2 separate regions of the Hordeum vulgare genome follow, and region 2 is linked to region 1. The links are chromatin contacts, called in public Hi-C maps. All regions are on one chromosome and are shown on one strand. Each heading gives the region's core, a stretch centred on a gene start, on an enhancer-like site or on the middle of the called end of the contact. The rest is flanking DNA. Distances are from core to core; before and after follow the strand shown.

Region 1 (3,276 bases), core at 284-2,783:
CCTACTTACGATTCAAACATAACCCCACCGTGTCCTCTCTCGGATAAGAACTCACGAGAAGAGACAATCACAGTTACACACACAGTTGGCATAATTTAGTTAAGTTTACTTCAAGTTTGCTATGACCGGGAGCTAAACAATGTTTCCAAGTTTCCACATAACCACGGGCACGGCTCTCAAACAGATTTAACCCTGCAGGGGTGCTCCAACTAGTCCATCACAAACTACCACAAGCTGCATTGGAAACCTCGACCATAGAAAACCCGTGATCTCCTCGACTTCCCGGTGGAAAATCTCAACCTCGAGGGAGCCAAAAGTATCCTCGGAATCCCTCGCACAAGACGTTCGAGAAGGGTAAAACAATTCCAACATGACCGTCCGACGTGGCGACAACCCCGATAAGAGGTGTGTATCTCCTTCTCAGGATACGTGGGATAAGTGAAGCATACGGTGCCCTAATAGAGATCTCCCAGGTTGCCCCAGGTTGCATTTTGACGAAACTCCACATTTGAATCATTTAATTCACTTCCGTTTATTCTCACGGCAATATTGAATGTTGTTTAGCATGCCCAGAGGTGAAGCATAAATAAACTACCTATCTAGGCATCTTAAATGAGGTCGGAAACAACATATAGCATTTCCGAAACGACCCCATATGTGAATTTCGAAATTGGTCCAGATCTAAACTAAACATATTATATATTTATTAAATAGAAAATAAAGTGGACCATGTGATTCTACACGTCATTCTAGTCAATTTACATATATAGATAGTCTAAAATGGAGTTACAGTCTAAAATATATGATCATCACAAGATAATATGACATGGATGCAAAATGCATGCAAACGAAAAAACAAACATGTCAAAGCATGGACGTAACGAGATATTATGATACTACATGAAATTATAGGTAAGTTTAAATGAGGACGGAACAATGAATAACATTCCAGAAAGTCTCCATATACGAATTAAAATTTTGGTACTGTTATGCCTATAACACAGTTTTAGATTTGTTAAACAACAAAATAAATACCACAAGTTATTCTACGCATTGTTGTAGTCTAGTTACATATGTGGATCGTTTTACTCGGAGCTATGGTTAATTAGTTATGAAATAAATCATTTTAACATGGCGTCTATGCAAATTAAATGGAGACAACAGGTTAAACATTTTTATCATGGACGAAAGTTAGTTAATCTAAAACTACATAAAATTCTACACATTTTTCTTATATAGTTAATTTTAATCCACTGAACGGTTGGTGAGTTATTAATGCATGAAGATGAGGGTCTTTACTGTGAATTTGTTGTTCACTGGAATAAAAGAGAAATAAGTCTAGAGCAGAAAAAATATATATCGGGCCGAAACTTTGAGCGTGGGATAGCTAAAAGGTGCACATGGCAAGGCATTGCGGGCAGCTCACCCTGGGCCAGCAGGTTTGCTGGAGAAGGTGGCTTTGGTCGATGCTGTGCCGGAGGAGCTAGCGCTCGCTTGGGCTTGCGGTTCCACGGTGTTGCAGGTCTTTGACTGGGCCTTGGCGCGGCTGGGTGGTAGGTCCACGCGCGAGCCATGGAGGTCGAGGGACTCATCCTTGTCCTCGACAGGAGCAGAGCGCGGCGACGCGGCTTTCAGCAAGGGCCGGCTGGACAGAGGCGTCGTGGAGATGCGGGGAATGGAGGAGGGACGATGTCAAGGTCTAGATCCGACAAAGAACAACGGCGGCGGTTGTTGGAGCTCTAGATCAGAGGCGATGGAGGTCAAGGGCGTCCTCCATGACGGGTTCCCTGATCTCCTCGTTCAAGAAAGAGAGAGCTTAGACGGGGAGAGAGAACTATGGGAGGAGAGAGTGCAGAGCATGAGGGGAGGCGCTGGCCTGGTGGACGGCTCGTCGACGTGGTCAAAGCCGAGGAGGAATCCTTGGGCGAGGAGATTGTGGTTCCATGGATGGACTCGAGGAGCTCGCTCCTCACGCGAGCGCTGGCATCTGCACGGCAAGGGACGCGTCGAGGACGCTTCCTCGCCATCCATCGAGCGCGAACGGTTGAGATGGATGGATCGAGGTGTCACTGGATTCGATTGAGAGGGAGAGGTGGTTGGTCTGACGCTAAAATCAAGGGGAGACCAAGTGGTCGGAGGCGCGCTCAGGATTGGAGCGAGCTGGTTTGCCAAGTTCTAGGGTTTTAGGGTCATCTCGATTCTCTAATTAGAATGGATGGTCCACATAAATCGGTTATAGAGTCGAATTTAAAAAATGATGATGGTTTGGGGTATTAGGGGGTTGATCCGGACCCACTGGTCATGGACTATCATTTCGGGTCTGGGAAGTTTTCTTACTAGGTTGGGAATAGGACGGTGCACTGTGCAGAAGGGCTCGGCATATGTAACAGCCGAGACCGACGCTCTATAAAATTTCCCTTTTATTTCGTTGTCACCGTGTGATTATTTTAGTTGTCGCATTCATCATCGCATCATGCGCATCATCTGCATTGCATCGGCACTCCGTTGTCGTTAGTTTTCAAAACTTGCATCCGTTATTAGTTGCCAGTTCTATTCGCTTTGTCGTTGACCATTTTGAGACCAACCACACACGCACACGAGTGCGTCATCATTAAAACATTGTTTTTAAAAGTGTGTATAAAACTTTCTCGGATTAGGTTGAAACTTGGCATCCGGTCTTATTTTACTGTAGCTAGGCCGCGTGCCAAATTTCGCCCCATTTGGAAGTCGTTGGCTACCCGAACGGTCGACCATAGCGGCGCCATCATTGGTTTATTCGTCAGACGTTTTCGGTGTTTTCAAAATCCCGTCACGAGCTACCAGTTCCCTATCTTCTCTCCCCTAGCCCACTCCACAAATATCCCATAGTCCACCTAGACAATCCCAACAACCGGAGCCATTCGATTGTGATCGCACGGCTCAACATGGTGCAAAACCCCCTCCTATTAGCTACCTCCTATAAATAGCAGATGAACCCTAGCTAATCAGCCCAACCCTAGCCCTAGGGATACAAACTCTCTCAATTCCCGAGCAGCGCCGCACCCACCTACCTCTCCTCGTTGTGCCAAACCAGCCAACCACCACAGCCAAAGCCCTGCTCGATCTCGACCATCGGATCCCAGATCGGACGTCCCAGGGAGCCTCCCGAGACCTCCCACAGCGCTCGGTCCAGATTGGATCGAGGCAACTGCCTCCCATCCCTTGCGCCCTGCACGCCGCCGCATCGTTCGGCCGTGCTGACAGACAACTCTCCTCGAGCTTCAGCCTACCAGATCA
Region 2 (3,276 bases), core at 461-2,960, 500 kb after region 1:
GAACGCGCCGCATGCAGCTTCAATATTGAAAGCATTTAATTCTCATACTAAACATGTTTAGTCACCACATTTTTTCTCGTAGTTGTTTAGTATCACATTACACTTACTTAGTTGTCAAATTACAAGTACTTTATTGTCATATTAATCATGCTTAATCACCAGGTTATATTATACTTAATTGCCATATACTTAAGCATATTTAGTTGTCTTATTAACCATGTTTATCACCAGATTATATTATACTTGGTTGCCTATATTTGAGCATGTTTAGTTGTCATATTAACCATGTTTATCACCAGATTATATTATACTTTGTTGCCAAATATTTTAGCGTGTTTACTTGTCATATATTTGACCAGATATTTAAGAATCAAGGGAGTATATTACAAATTACTACATTCATCTCAAAATAAAAATCACAAAAGTTTAGTACAAAGTCATAGAAAGTACTTAACTGGGACTATGAGAAATAAAAGAAAATTTAGTCAAACACTATAATGTAGGATTTATGGTCAAGGTTGTGTAGTGTATCGTCTGTACCTGTATTAGCATACAGAAAAAAATCCTATAGTAAATTCGCTATACATCGCTTCACTCTCTAGCCACATAATGGAGCGCGCCGTTTGTAGCTTCCGCCGCACAGGAACGCAAGGGTGCACACACTTCTAATTAGAATTTTTCATGATTTTGTATTAATTTACAGTGGGAATGCGTTGATGTTTTTTCATGTTGTTAGTGCAAACTATGATCCTTACATAGATGCACATGGTAGCAAATCAGTAATCATGGATCATTTATAATGGCATTAGTCATCGCAAAGTTATTCATATGAATCGAAGTTACAGTGGCTTCGATATGCTTTTTCTGTTTTTTGCATTTTATCTATCAAGCATACACATGTTTCGGTAGTTTCTCTCGTGCCACAGGACATCCTACATGCCATGCAATGGTAGTTGAAAACAGGGACGCCAACCTATTAGGCCAAGGCCTGGCGACCGCCCTACCTTGATTTGGCCGGTGCAGGCTGGGCGCAAGGAGGCGCATCAGCGCGACGGCGTTGTTGTGACAAATGACCAAAGTTTGTCGTATCTTACCCTGGCCATAGTGGAAGACTTAGGTAGTATCATGTACTTGAGACTAGCAAACATGTTGATGTGACAGATAATTAAAAAAAAGTTAGAGTAACACAGATAGATACCGTAACATGTTAAATACAATGTTACTATGCGTCATGCATATCAATGAATAAGATCATCTATGATACTAGTTTATGATAGCATACATTACAAAGGTAGTATCATACAAGAGTATTGTATACTCCTCCGTAGAATAATTAAAAAATATTTAAATCATTAAAATAATAATCTAAAAGCTTTTATATTAGTTTACAGAAGAAGTATATGATATTAGTATAGGGTATTTCCCACTATGACTAGCCTTAACTTTTGTCCATCCTCCACCACTCGTTGAAAAGGATCAAAAGGGCAAGCATCACAAAACAAAACCACCGAATATCTTATGCCGGCCTTTGGTTTTGTTAGTATAATTATTACTGTACACACACAGAAATGGACCAATTAGTAGTCGCACTACGCGTTTCCAAAACAAAAAAAAGTAGTCGCACTACGCAGAGCACCAAATTATTAGGTGAGGTAAAGCCATCGGACATAAGGTAAGGTAACGCGTCTCTGTTCATCTCACCTCACCACGCGCGTGCACTTTCTCTCTCTCTCTCCTCCCTTCCCTTATTAGATCCCTCTCGCTCAACAAAATTCCTCAACTCGAGCTCCCTGACCGCAACCACTCAACCATCCAGCAGGCTCAACACCACCGCGTCAAGCAGGTGCCCACTCTGCCTCCGCGTCCTTGTCTGCGGCGGCTGCAATGGCCGACCGCGTCTACCCCGCCGCCAAGCCCATTCCGCCGCCCCCAATGGCCAACGGCAGCGGCGGCCCGGCGGCGCCCAAGCCGCAGATGTACCAGCGCCCCATCTACCGGCCGCAGGGGCCGGCGAAGAGCAGACGCGGCCGGTCCTGCCGGTGCAGCTTCTGTTGCTGCTTCTGCTGGGCACTGCTGGTGGTCATCCTCCTCGCGCTAGTAGCCGCCGCCGCGGGAGGCGCCTTCTACCTGCTCTACCGTCCGCAACGCCCCAGCTTCACCGTCTCCTCTGTCCGCCTCAGCACGTTCAACCTCTCCTCCTCCACCACCGCGCCCGTCCTCACCGACTCCATCAAGCTCACCATCACCGCTAAGAACCCCAACAAGAAGCTCGTCTATTTCTACGACGACTTCTCCTTCTCCGCCGCCACCGCCGCCAACGCCGTCCCTCTCGGGGACGCCACCGTGCCCGGATTCGCGCATGAAGCCGGCAACACTACCGTTTTCACTGCCACCATCACCGCAGCTGGTGTCACCGTAGACCCCAGCGGCGCCGGCTCTGACCTTAAGAAGTCCGGTGCTTTCTCCGTGGCTATAGATGCCGATACGCGGGCAGGCGTCAAGGTCGGCAGCGTCAAGACCAAGAAGATGGGTATCCAGGTGCACTGCGAGGGCATCAAGCTGACGCCACCCAGTCCACCTCCGCCACCGCCGAAGAAAGTGAAGGGGAAGAATGGCACCGCCCTGGCGCCTGCGCCTGCGTTGGACAACGCCGAGACGACCGCGACGGTGAGCACCGCTGCGCACTCGTGCAAGGTCAGAGTCCGTGTGAAGATCTGGAAGTGGACCTTCTAGGTATAATGCCAACTCTAGGGACTGCCATGCAAAACATTCAGGATTCTTTTTTCACTTTATATATTGGAAGTAGAGACCATGGATATCGTCGGTGTAAATTCCCTCAAAGTTTATTCTATTTTTGTTTTGTTTGGAACTTTCTTAAACATACTTTTGGTGGACGTATAACTTGGTGATTTGTTATTTGTAAGATTGCAATTAGTCACTTGCTGGTTACGACCTACTCCATGTATTATTAATACAGCTATTACTATCATTCTGGCTCATTTTCTTTTCCCGAAAGTCATTCAGGCTCATCTGAAGCAGTAGACTTCACTACGAATTTTACAAAGTATATTGAAAATTCAGGTTCAAATATTACTCTTGTGTAGTGAGCACATGTGATTGTGTCGGTAAGGAGAATCTTTCTGCTGGTCCAGCACATTTCAGTTTATTTAAACAACAAAAACTATATGGAGGAAATAGAGTTGTTTGTCATGTGAAGGACAGCGAAGAAACGCGGCTTAGTTTTGGTTGTTGGTGCGACTACGTGACGTGACGTGA

What was found. Hi-C and Micro-C count contacts between places; a contact is called where the count stands out from the background.
Region 2: a Hi-C map of leaf shows a contact between it and region 1, with 4 times the contacts expected there. The contact joins the promoter of LOC123427595 here to the enhancer-like site in region 1. A contact is called at or near these places in 3 of 6 Hi-C or Micro-C datasets (leaf and seedling).

Annotation. Positions count from the first base shown.
Region 1 is chr1H:152,701,943-152,705,218 of MorexV3_pseudomolecules_assembly, forward strand. No RefSeq gene overlaps it. Among protein-coding and RNA genes, the nearest start is that of LOC123427585, 100 kb to the left of the region's middle. Within about 2 kb of position 1,534, at least 3 of the 3 cell types and tissues checked have open chromatin away from gene starts, as enhancers often do. A contact at or near this core is called in leaf and seedling, where this site is marked.
Region 2 is chr1H:153,197,443-153,200,718 of MorexV3_pseudomolecules_assembly, forward strand. It overlaps LOC123427595 (NDR1/HIN1-like protein 13), which reads left to right and starts at 1,711. Exons shown (of 1, transcript XM_045111675.1): 1 at 1,711-2,999. The coding sequence starts at 1,885. The coding sequence ends at 2,733.